Regions from separate parts of the Zea mays genome. Here all the other regions are linked to region 2. A link is a contact called in public Hi-C data. All regions are on one chromosome and are shown on one strand. Each heading gives the region's core, a stretch centred on a gene start, on an enhancer-like site or on the middle of the called end of the contact. The rest is flanking DNA. Distances are from core to core; before and after follow the strand shown. Region 1 holds the start of LOC100384307. Region 2 holds the start of LOC100384228 (Core-2/I-branching beta-16-N-acetylglucosaminyltransferase family protein). Region 3 has its middle 9.6 kb from the start of LOC103633683.

What was found. Hi-C and Micro-C count contacts between places; a contact is called where the count stands out from the background.
Region 1: a Hi-C map of leaf shows a contact between it and region 2, with 7 times the contacts expected there. The contact joins the promoter of LOC100384307 here to the promoter of LOC100384228 in region 2. A contact is called at or near these places in 5 of 25 Hi-C or Micro-C datasets (bundle sheath, ear, leaf and 1 more).
Region 3: a contact with region 2 is called in a Hi-C map of leaf, with 6 times the contacts expected there. The contact joins the enhancer-like site here to the promoter of LOC100384228 in region 2. A contact is called at or near these places in 4 of 25 Hi-C or Micro-C datasets (bundle sheath, ear, leaf and 1 more).

The regions. Positions count from the first base shown.
Region 1 is chr7:6,574,637-6,578,755 of Zm-B73-REFERENCE-NAM-5.0, forward strand. It overlaps LOC100384307, which reads left to right and starts at 2,329. Exons shown (of 12, transcript NM_001398815.1): 1 at 2,329-2,400; 2 at 2,495-2,719.
Region 2 is chr7:6,395,634-6,399,932 of Zm-B73-REFERENCE-NAM-5.0, forward strand. LOC100384228 (Core-2/I-branching beta-16-N-acetylglucosaminyltransferase family protein) reads left to right here and starts at 1,631. Exons shown (of 2, transcript NM_001328194.1): 1 at 1,631-2,841; 2 at 3,226-3,734. The coding sequence starts at 1,766. The coding sequence ends at 2,821.
Region 3 is chr7:6,160,915-6,165,089 of Zm-B73-REFERENCE-NAM-5.0, forward strand. No RefSeq gene overlaps it. Among protein-coding and RNA genes, the nearest start is that of LOC103633683, 9.6 kb to the left of the region's middle. Within about 2 kb of position 1,512, at least 18 of the 20 cell types and tissues checked have an H3K27ac peak or open chromatin away from gene starts, as enhancers often do. A contact at or near this core is called in bundle sheath, ear, leaf and 1 more, where this site is marked.

The DNA.
Region 1 (4,119 bases), core at 1,079-3,578, 180 kb after region 2:
GATCACATGCTCCACGCTCAGTCCCAGCACGACGCCGATCCATGGCATCACGCCTCATCACAATGTCCACCTGCTCGGACAAATCGCTCTACCCATTAGGCCATTACATTCGGTGGCCCATCCAATTTCCGTACAAGCAATTACAATTAGAAGTGGTAGATTCCCGGGGGCCTACAACGCCATTTTTGGGAGGCCATGCTACATCAAGTTCATGGTCGTCCCCAATTCCACATACATCAAGCTGAAGATCTTCGGCACCCACGGAGTCATTACGGCGTCCACCTCATTTTCAAATGGCTTACGCGTGCAAGCAAGCCAAACGCGAGCTCGCTACCACGCAAGTCACCGCAGGAGAATTGGCTAAGCTTCAAGACGGTGGGCGGCCCGAACGCTCCAAAGGCCAGTTCCGGTACTTCCAAATCTGCTGAAGCACAAAGGATGTCTCGATCGACGACATCGATGCTACCAAACTCGTTCAGATCGGGGCGACACTCTCTAGCGACCAGGAAAGTGTCCTTGCCAACTTCCTCCAAGCCAACTACGACGTCTTCACTTGGAAACCCGCGGACATGGGGATCCCAAGGGAGATCGCCGAGCACTCCCTAAACATCCAGTCGACGGCCAGGTCAGTCGCTCCGCCGCTTCGACGAAGAACGCAAGGCCATCGACGAAGAAGTTATGAAGCTCTTAACAGCAGGGTTCGTGATAGAAATACACCACCCAGTGTGGTTGCAAACCCTATGCTTGTTAAAAAGAAGAATGGAAGCTGGAGGATGTGCGTCGATTACATCGGGCTCAACATGGCATGCCCCAAGGATCCTTTCCCTCTCCCGTGCATCGACTAGGTTGTTGACTCCGCCGACAGGTGCGAACTCCTCTCTTTTTTGGATGCCTACTCAAGCTACCACCAAATTTCCATAAATGAGGAAGATCAACACGCCACCACCTTCATCATCCCCTTCAGAACATTCTGCTATGTCTCCATGCCATTTGGATTGAAGAACACCGGAGCCATGTACCAGCGGTGCATGCTCCAGTGCTTCGTCGAACAAGTCAGACGCAACATAGAGGTTTACGTCAATGACATTGTTGTGAAGACCAAGAAGTTTGATGATCTCATCGCTGATCTGGAGGAGATGCTCGCCAACCTATGAAGATTCAAAATCAAGCTAAACCTCGAGAAGTGCGTCTTCGGGGTTCCCAAAGAAAAACTCTTCGGTTTCATGGTCTTGGACCGAGGGATCAAAGCTAACCGAGAGAAGGTAGAAGCTATCCGATGCATAAGGGCTCGAATAAGATCAAGTGGGAGCCACACCCTTGAATAAGGGCTCAAATAAGAACTAATGAAGAGTGCTGACTCTTTTCTACCTTAAAAAATATCATTATATTTGTAACCCTTGATTTACTTTAAACACTTGTTTTAATACAATTAAATTCTTTTTTTATATTATTAGAACTGACGCTTTAGGGTCGGAATTTATACCCTGTTTGGATGTAGATATTGGAGCACGAAATTAGAAATTGGAATTAACTTTCCAGAATTATATTGTTTCACATGGAATTAAAATTTAGAATAAGAGACCCAATTCCTTTAAATTGGACTATAACTAAAAACTCTATCTCACAATATAGAGCATCACCCTTTTGTATTACGTGGAATTGGACCACACAATTCTAAACTCCAATTCAGTGACATCCAAACAATAGAATTGGAATTACATCTCATTTCAATACCATGACTGATTTAGACCATGTTTGGTTCACTGCCTAACTTGCCACACTTTAACTAACTTTTCTGCTTAAATTTAGTTATTCAATTCGGACGACTAACTTTAGACAAAGTGTGACACATTTAGTCACGAACCAAACAGTCCCTTAGTATTAAACTTAATTTAATTTTATACCTTCTAATATCAACATCCAAACTGAGTATCAGGGTAAAACTTTTGCACAGCTAGCTCCTGGCAGGCAAAGCGAAGCTTACACAGACAGGGAAGGAAGCAACCGAAGCAGCCAGGAAGCAGCCGTTGGCAAGGCGCAGTCCCTCTCACCTCACATTCCCCGTCTGGGCATCTCCCTCGCATCTCCTCCACAGGCCACAGCGCCACCGCGGCGGCGTGCCTTTTACAAATCCGAGGGGCGTAAGGAATTCCGCCGCGTCCTCCCAGAAGAAAAACAAAAGCGACAAGCGGCTCGCCCTGCGGGAGGACCCGACGACAGCTCACTCGCGTGCGCCACCCATCCACCTCCCCGAGACCCGACCCAGATCTCATCTCGCGCGCGGCGGTCCATGGCCACCGCCGCCACCGCTTCCCACCCGGCTTCCGCCTCCACCTCCGGCCGCGACGCTCTCGCCGCCGCCTCCTCCTCCCCCGCCGCCGTCTGCCTCGTCCCGTTCAGGTAACTTCCCTTCCCCCCTCCCCGTGCGCCACTCCCACTCGCTCGGTGGGAGCTGGCGTTCCTGATTTGACAATGCGGTACGGTGGACGTGCAGGTGGTGGGCGCGGGTGCGGGAGGAGGAGGCGGCGGGCGGGGTGCAGTACGCGGCCACCGCCGCCGCGTCGCCCTCCTACTACGGCCTCAGGCTGCTTCACAGCTTGCTGCACCCGGATCTCGTCCTGCGCCTCGAGCGCGGGGAGTGCCGCGCCGGTGGCGGGAACGGAGGCGGGCGCAGCTACGCGCTCGTCCCGGCCGACGAGCTCTCCAGGGCGCTCGCCAGGTGAGCTCCTCCGCGCCTTTCCTCTGTGCCTGCGGCTTGTAGGGGTCCCAGATTTTGATGCACCAGCTCAACGGCTGCCCATCCGTAGCAGCGCGATGGTGCAGCTTGCAGTGTTTAGGATGTACTGTACTGAATGAGGCAATGATTGATATAGTATATTCAGCTGTAGTGTAGTTAGTTGTCAACGTAGTGATTGTAGCGGCAAGTGAATCTCGTCCTGAGTCCTGACACCATTTTTAGTTGTGATCAATTGGGCCTTAAGGTTTTCAGTGTTCACACGTGTCTCTAGCAATGTCTTAAGCTTGAGCGCACTTCCCCAAGTCCAGTCTCGGTATGCAGCACCGATCAAACCTGAGGCACGAGTGTTCAGCATTGTTCATGAGAATGCTGTCCTCATCTAGATGGGCAAGGTGATACCAACTTGCTAGGGAGATGAGGGCATGCGTGTCGGAGCAAATCCTTTATTAGTTGCTGACTTGGCGTGTTGTGTGTGTTTTCGACACGTGTCCTGCCGTTGCTAGTTTTGTCAGAATTCCATGCACGACGAGCACTTTGACGATGACATACTAAAACAGGACAATTGCTTATCTCCGGAACACTCAAGCACAACATAGGACTGGTAGTTAAGGCATGCGGTTACTGGTCTATCAAATCTAGCTTTCAAAACCTTACGTGTTTCGCATGCGATATGCTTATGAAGCACATGAAAGGCATGCACTTAGATTTGTGCTGCGTGTTACTTTTGACCAGATTATTGTTGTTCCCTAGACCGGCTGCAGATCTGCTATAATATTTGTGTAATCAAAGCCATGAATGAAATTGTATGTCCTGCTTCATGTTCTTTGAACTTCTCAATTTTACCTCTATCGTCTCACTATGTGGCTGCATAAAAACCATCAAACATCAGAATCTGTAATCCAAGGGAGCCTATCACGTCGCGTTGTATCCTCACATAGAATACATGTGGGCACACTGGTTTCAACTGCAACATGTATGCCTATCTGGTCTGCAATTGTAATTGAATTGTAGGTTTGTCCTGGTTTGTGAATAGAAGCATTGGTTGGGTTCAACACACAGGTTATATTATTATCTGTTTATTTGATAAGTTGGAAGCACCCTTGAGTATCCACAAATGAGTATACCACTATACCTTCATTCATGGAGTCAAATATTTCTCTTTGTTAGAGTATATTGTTAGGGTTTCCATGTATACCCCTATTGTAATGGCCTTTGGCCCACTTAACTTTTCTATTAATACATTCCCAACCCAGGATTATGAGGCCCATTTGGATTCTTTGAATTGAATTCTATTCTAACAATCATAATTTAAGCACAAATCATTTAGGCTAATATGACTTTATGTGGAATATATCTGTATACTACTGTTGACCATATGGGAG
Region 2 (4,299 bases), core at 381-2,880:
ACATTCATTTTATTATCATCAATCTACATTTATCTAGTGGTCTAGTATGGTGATTTGTCTCTTGTGCTGTCGGCTCCACCTAGAAATTTGTTCTGCATCCGCCACTGGAGTGAAGTGAATTTAGGTGCTGTTTGGTTCAAGAAATGTAACGCAAAGGGTAATGGTAATGGTTTATATTCGATTACTGTCGGTAACAAGTTTGAATAGTCCGGTATCAATTTTTAGTATGATATCTGATTACGGTGAGACTAAAACAAACATGATTTAACGTTATCACTTACCCATTACGTTACAAATATCTGAACCAAACGGTACCTTAGTCTCCATTTGTACGAGAGAGTGGGAGCTTAAAAAAACCACTTCTCGTCATTCCCAAACTACTCCCCACCTTCAGTCCCTTAAAAATCACTTAACACACAATTTTCGCTAGATAGATTCACTTTTAATAGAGAATAAATCGAAATCACTCCATCGAAGAATCAACTCTCTCATATAGAGAATTATAGAGCGGATCTCTACCAAACTAGCCCGCAGTAAAAAGGAATCAATCGAAGAGGTTTCGCTGGGCTAAAAAAGCACTCCCACTCCCACTGAATCAAACTGGAATTCGATTCGATTCCAGCACCACTACCGCTAGCGCAATATGCATCGAAAGTCTGCATGGGAGCATACGTCGAATCGCTCGGCGTTCTTGGATGGTAGTCCGGGTATATCTTCAGCTACGGACGAGACTGGCCTGAGCACACTATGCTTGAGCAGGACAAACCCCCCCTCCCCCTAAGGGCTAGTTTGGGAACACTAATTTCCCATGGGATTTTCATTTTCCCAAGGGAAATTAGTTCATTTTCCCTTGGGAAAATGAAAATCCCATGGGAAATTAGTGTTCCCAAACTAACCCTAAAAAAAACTCATATCGGGTTATATGTGTGCTTGTTTCGGCTTCTCAACAACTTCTGGCCGCGAGACTGTAGACTATCAAACCTTCAGTTTTTCAGACAGCTTTTGTGAGAATCATTTTGAATAGAACCATCTAAAATCAATGTGAACAAAAAATCAGTTAAATTGTCACGAAAGTAAGAATACGTCACTTTGTAGATCATAAACCTTATGAACCTCTTAATCTGCCTCCATACGTTGCCCATAAGAAAAACTCTGTAAAAAAAACCGAAACAATCAGAGCTATTGACTGCAACTCATATTCCACTCCGCTATAGCCGCTGGAAGAACAAGCCGTGCTACTACGGGACGGACAAGCGTATCCCACGTGTCGCGCGCGTCCCCATCAGTCGCCACGTACCACCCAGCCCCATCCGACGCCTCTCGTTCGTCCATAGCCACAACGATCTACCCACGGCCGTCGAATCGAAACCCCGCTGCGCGCCGGACCCCGCAGCGCCCATCCCCACATGTCATCCTGCTGCGACTCCTCGCGCCCGCTCCGTCCGTCTCCCATCGCGCCGAGCCGCCCGACGCCACTGTCCAGGGGTGACGACGACGCGAGAAAGCGAGGGGAGCGAGACGCCCGACCGACGCGACCGTCAGCCTTCTACTACCCGGGGCCGGGGCATTGCCTTGCCTCCCGCTCCCCTCATCGCCTTCGTGGCCTGGCCTGCCCGTCGTGTGCGCCTCTGCGCCTCTCCCTCCCTCCCTCCCTCCCCCGATCGTAACCGCCGCCTCCGATCGATCGCCACGATGCGGCTCTTCTGACGAACCGCCGGGCGCGTCACCGTCACCGACCGAGACCCGCGCCCCTCGCCTGGACTCCATGGCCGCGTCCTCCCCGATGGTGCTGTCGCTGCTCCTCTTGGCGTCGCTCACGGCGCTGCTGGTCCTCGCGCCGCGCCTGTCCCCGCCGCAGCCGCCGACGGGCGAGCAGGCGCCGGCGGCCCCCGGTGGTGGTGGCGGCGAGGAGGAGGAGGAGGCCGACGACCTCCGCCTGTTCCGCCGCGCGGCTCTGGAGTCGTCGGCGGCGGGCGGCCCTCCCAAGGTGGCCTTCCTGTTCCTGACCAACTCCGACCTCACCTTCGCCCCTCTCTGGGAGCGCTTCTTCGCGGGGAACGAGGCGCGGCTGCGCGTGTACGTCCACGCCGACCCGTCCGCGCGCCTGCTTCTTCCACCCACGCCCTCCTTCCGGGGCCGCTTCGTGGCCGCCAGGCCCACGCGGCGCGCCGACGCCAGCCTCATCGCCGCCGCGCGCAGGCTGCTGGCGGCCGCGCTCCTGGACGACCCGGGCAACGCCTACTTCGCGCTGCTGTCGCAGCACTGCGTGCCGCTCCACTCCTTCCCGCGCCTCTACGCCGCGCTCTTCCCGACACCCACGCGTGCACGCAGCAGCTACATCGAGGTGCTGGAGGGCGAGCCGCAGATGGCGTCGCGCTACGCGGCGCGCGGCGGCGAGGAGGGCATGCTCCCGGAGGTGCCGTACGAGCGGTTCCGCATCGGGTCGCAGTTCTTCGCGCTGGCCCGGCGCCACGCCGTGCTGGTGGTCCGGGAGCGCCGGCTGTGGCGCAAGTTCCGCGCGCCCTGCGTCCCCGAGATGGCGCAGGACTCGTGCTACCCCGAGGAGCACTACTTCCCGACGCTGCTGGACATGGCGGACCCCGGCGGCGTGGCGCGGTACACGCTGACGCGCGTCAACTGGACGGGCAGCGTCGCGGGCCACCCGCACACGTACGAAGCCCCGGAGGTCTCGCCAAGGCTCATCGCCGACCTCCGCGCCTCCAACCACACCCACCACCCCCACATGTTCGCGCGCAAGTTCGCGCCCGACTGCCTCGGCCCGCTCCTCGCCATCGCCGACACCGTCATCTTCAAGGACTGATGGCGGGCGGCTCCATCCAGGTACGGGTGTGTGTGAAAGAGCAGAATTCAGTTGTGTTCATTTCCATATGTTGCCTGCTCAGCCCTGCTCTTTGCCGAAACAACCGAACAGAACAGAACAGAGTGATGAAGTCGTAGTCGTAGATTTTCTGAGTTGACAACGATATCCCAACCCCCACCCCCACTAGTAAGAGATCTCGAGTTCTCGACTAACAAAAAGCATCTAACAATAATCGGTACTGGGCACACCAGTTCGCTTGATCATATCTTTGCGTGCGGATTAGGTTTCGTCTGGACTGGACTGGACTGGTTAGGTTGGTTTCGTCCCGGTCCGTGCTCAAATCAATCAAAGGCGCTCGCAACGTCAACTAACAATAACAACTCCCGTTCGGACCATCCTCGCAGGTACTACTTACTACTCGGCAGCAGAGGGCTGGGCCTGGGGCTAGTCAAGGCCGCCGACGACGGACGGCGCGGCACCGGAATCAGTGGCGTTCTTCTCCCGTTTGGACCCCCCCTGCAGCGTCATGCATGTTCATCAGCTCCAGTGTTTCTGTGTAGTAGATTAGGAGTGTAGAGAAGAGGAGGACGACGACGACGACAGCACGCGGCGACCTAATGCGAAGCGGCAGGTTGTGGTTGCGTGCGTGTACGCGTCCTCGATCGTCGTGCATCCGGGGAAAAAAAGAAGAAAAAATATCGCGCGTGTTTGTGTTTGTGTTTTGCCTACCGTAGCCAGCCAAAGAAGGTTGTACAGCAGCTAGTAATGGGTATGGCCACTGCTAGTGCAAGTAATAAATCCTAGTATTGTACAGCTTATTAGGTAGCCGCCACTCCTGCTCTGTGGGTTTCGTGTCTCGATGTTTTTTGTACTTTGCAGTGTACTACGTACATACTCAGATGTGCTTCCATCCAGTGAAGTTGGTGGTCTCTCCTGCGTTTACCAGATGTGCTGGGCACTGGACGCGCGTCGGTCGTCGGCACACACCAAAAAAAAAAACACTGAAGCACATCTGCATGTATTTTTGCGCGCAAAGATACGCTCGTGGCAACAGAGAGAGGTGCACGAGAGATACTACCAGGAGCCTCGATATGTACACTGAAGCACATCTGCATGTAAGCGGGAGCCTGGATATGTACTTTTTGCGCAGGTGGCACGCATGCAGCTGTGCTGTGCTGTGCTGTTCGCTGTGCACGGCTAGCAGGATCCCACACGTGTGCGGCATGCACGCCGCCGCCGAGCGATCGGATCCGAGGGCAGAAAGCACTGACAGCACAGCGCAGGAGGAGTCTGTCTGATCGACGATCCTCCGGCCGCTCTCGCTGCGCGTGCGGCTGGATGCCACTGCCATGCGCCCATGGTCCTGGGCTTCTGGCTCGCTACACTGTCTCGAGTGAGTCTCGACAAATGAAAACACCAGTTGACCATCTCCTCCCTCCTCTTCTCTGTCTAGGCTCTAGCTCGCATGCGTCTCTTAC
Region 3 (4,175 bases), core at 262-2,761, 230 kb before region 2:
ACAATGTAATTTTCTGTTAAATTTAAAATCCTTTGACTCTAACTTAAAATAACACTCCCTTTGTTTCTATTTATAATTCGTTTAACTGTTTTACACTAAGTTTTACTAGTTTGTCTAATTAAAAAAATAATTATTATTATTTATTTTAACTATGATATCGTTTATCATATAATATACTTTAAGTATAGCATTGAATTTTTCATTTTTTTAAATTTTTTTAATAAGACAAGCTGGTTAAATTTAGAGTGAAAAAGTCAAACGAATTATAAATTGAAATGGGAGAGTATGATTTAGAACGAGAAGCAATATTTTATTAGCGCATGTACATACATATATGGGTGTTGTAATGATAATCAAGTACTCCCTTCGTCCCACAAAGAATGTTGTTTGACTTTTTTAGTATGAAGTTTAATTTGACTGGTTTGTATTATTCAAAAAAATCATAATTATCATTTATTTTCATTTTGATTTAGTTTATCATATAATTTACTTTAACTGTGAACTGAATTTTTCTATGTTTTCACAAATATTTTGAATAAGACGAGCCGGTCGAACTTGAAGTCAAAAAAGTCAAACGACATTCTTTGTAGGATACAGGGAGCGAGTAGCATGTAGCTACCCGACGTTGCATTGAAAATCAACGGTGGAGACTCTATCTACCCTAGACATGTTTTAATCCGTTTGATCGAGATCAACGATCAGAAATAGACGCCGAACCGATACTCTCATGTGGCCTCCGGATCCAAGATCTACGGTCATCGATTCACAGAAACGAGATTAGATCTAACCCGCTCTCTCCTCGATCTACGACCGAGATCAAACGTGCTAATGCAATGCACGACAACCAATCGCGACCGCACGAAGATTGATCAACGACCGGTATCACGCCACGCCCTCCCTCGATTCATGGCCACGGCGGCGCCTGCCCCCGCGGCAAGGAACCCCACGACGAACACCTATTCGGCTATTCCGAGCACCACTCTCCGATTCCTTTAGCGCAAAATGAAGGGGGTGTCTGCGCGAATACGGAGGACGGGTAATCACCGACGATTAGGGCGCGAGATTCCAGGCAACAGCGCAGTGAGGCACCGCGACGAAGGCCAAACTCTGGCGACAAATTGCCGCAGTTTGATCGGCAATCCGGCCCCCAGAACGCCCACGTGCAGTCTCACGATGACTTTGGGGATGCCCAGACCACGGCCGACAGACTCCTACGGCAGTGGCTAGGAAATTCAACGGCGGCGGATCTCCCCTCCCTCACTGGCGGCGACGACGGTCTTAGGTAGCTAGGCTAGCGCATTTAGCGAAACAGGGGGAAAGGGAAGACGAGGGCGGACGTTTTTATCACCACGCGGGGTCGGTTGGTCAGCGCATAAATCGTGCGGCATGCGGAGGAGCTGCGGAGCGTCCGGCACAAGAAGATCTACATGGCACGGTGACAAGTGGGGTCCATGAGACGAGCGCGTGAGAGAGAGATCAGTTAGGGCTGAGTTGCGGGGCCAACGCGTCAGCGAGAGTCCACAAGTCCGCGCGCGACGGGTGGCTGACCCATGGGTCCTACCTGTCGGCGCAAGTGCGTCGTGGCTGGCTGGGCCGCGCGGTAGAAGAGAAGGTGGGCCAAGAGAGGTTTTGGCCCAACACGTGTTTTTCTATTTCTTTCCCTTTTTCTTTTTCGTTTTCTTTTCTGTTTTCTTTTCCTTTTTTAGATTTCAATTTGGATCCAAATTTGGTTGTCAACTTCACTCTTAGGTTAAATGCACAAATCAAAATTCCAGCAAGGAGTATTTCTATTATTATATATATATTATTTCTATTTATTAAGGGATTTACTAACTTGTAGGTGTGTACATATATGTATATGCATGTCTCACATAGAAAGAAAATTTTATATATGCATAATCACCAAATACTCAATCTTCTTTATTTACTATGATTTGGGTATTACACGGCCACACGAGGACGACTCCGCTGCCACCATCCTCGTAAGCCGATAGGGACTTTCGACTGCTTACTCTGGTAACAACAAGGCAAAGAGGGGATGAGAAAGGGTGGCGGCGACAATTAGGGTTTGGTGCTGTCCCAACCACTTCACGGGATACCTGGATATTGGAATTGTGGCTTCTCACTGTATATGAAATACAATTATGCAGGTTAGAGCATCTCCAAGAGACTAGCTAAATAGCTTGTCAAGCTAAATTTTAGTTAATTAATAGCATAATAGCTCTCCAACAGAGTAGCCATTTAACTTGCTAAGCTATCTGGCTCTCTAAATTAACTCCCTCACTAGCCAAATTTGGCTAGCAACTCTCGCTAGTCAAGCTAAATTGTATTTTGGAGGGTCTGTTGGAATGAGATGTTATATATAGAGTTTAATATTTATGGAGAGACAAATAAAGAGTCAAATAGAGAATAAAAAATAAAAAGTCTCTTGGAGATGCTCCATAGTAGACACGTTAAGCGCAAAGACTAGTTTAAATAGAGCATAAATCATTCACTAGTACAGAGAAGATCTATACTGGCGGTCGTAAACCTATTTTTAGTGGCGTTTATCGTCCGCCAGTGAAAATCGATTTTCACTGGCGGTCGACGTAATAAAACCGCCAGTGCAAATCGTTTCCAGGAAACATAAAACAATAAAACAGTAAAAATAGTAAAAAAAGTCGCAAGTCGCGGCAACCGTATACCTCACCCTCGCACGTACCCTCCACTACCACTCCGTCTATGACATGCCTTGTGTCTAGTTTATAGTTGTTATCTCCACATATTACAATCATTTGAGTGTAAATTGCTTATTTGAGACCCTAAACGAATTCAAATAAAAAAGTTGTCAACTACAAAGATAAATAACTTTTGAAGTTCTACAACTTTTATTTTGACACTTTTTTCATCCGATGTAGTTTGCAAAATTTGAATTTTAAATTTGACATACTTAGATTCAATTTTTGAGAACCGAAATGAGTTCAAATACAAAAGTTGTCAACTACAAAGTTTCATGACTTTTAGAGATCTACAACTTTTATTTTGGTGGTTTTGTCATACGAGGTCGTTTGAAAAACTTGAAAAATTAAAGATAAAAATGATTTTTAGTGACGGTTCCTTAAGAAAACCGCCACTATAAATCATGGATTTCTACTGACGGTTTTCTTAAGGAACCGCCAGTAGAAATACGATTTCTAGTGGCGGTTTTCTTAAGGAACCGCCACTAGAAATAGCACAGTCGGTGGATAACCGGATCCGTCTGTAAAAATATATCGTCCCCGCAGGTGTTGAGCCTTTTTTCTACTAGTGATTGTAAATGTATGAAACGTGTTTGAACAACCTATCTCATCTAAACCTATATAGAAACACGGATACCTAACAAGTAATCAATAATCGTGACTTCATTTACTACAGTACTTAGCTGTGTCGTTTATATTACTCACAACATTTACCAATCATTTTAACGCAAACTAATAGCCAGATACTCGGTCAGTACGTGTGAGTATTGTCGCGAAGCTGCAGGATCCGATTCTCGGACGACGACGGCATCGTCGGCATGGCAGGAAGCCAGAGGAAGGGGACGCGACGGCGGTCTCCTGATCGCAACGAGTCTGCCTCAAGGCTCGCCTGAAGCAGACACCGCAGCTGCCGCGGCATGTGCGGCCACTGTCGCATGAATGGTGTGGCGCACGTCGATGTTCCTTGTTCTTCGCCATCGTTCGTCTCCGATAGATCCCAGCCACAGGCCACAGGCCACAGGCGCCGGAGGAGGACATCGATGTCGCTGTTGAGAGTTGAGACAATGGAGACGACCAACCGAATTTGGCAGCTGGGCTGGCAGCGGATCGCCCGAAGGCCTGCTTTCTTTCATTCTTCACGCCCGCGAATCCACCGCATAGAGGACTGTTCGCTCGCTCGGGCGCGCTGGGCCTGGACACATCCGCCCGCGGGCCGTTTCGAAGCAATGAGAGGAATTTGCCTGTCGTTCAATTTGGTGACCACACTCGGTTGGCCGGAAACCACTGCAATGTCCGACTCGACTGTACTACTCAGTGAGGAGAAAGAACAATAGGAACACGAGCGATTATAACGGGATTAATTTTTGCCTATTTTTTTTGGTTGAGGATGGTATACGTGTTTACATACGTCCCGATCGACTTGTATAATGTTTATTTTCATTCAGCAAACTGCATATA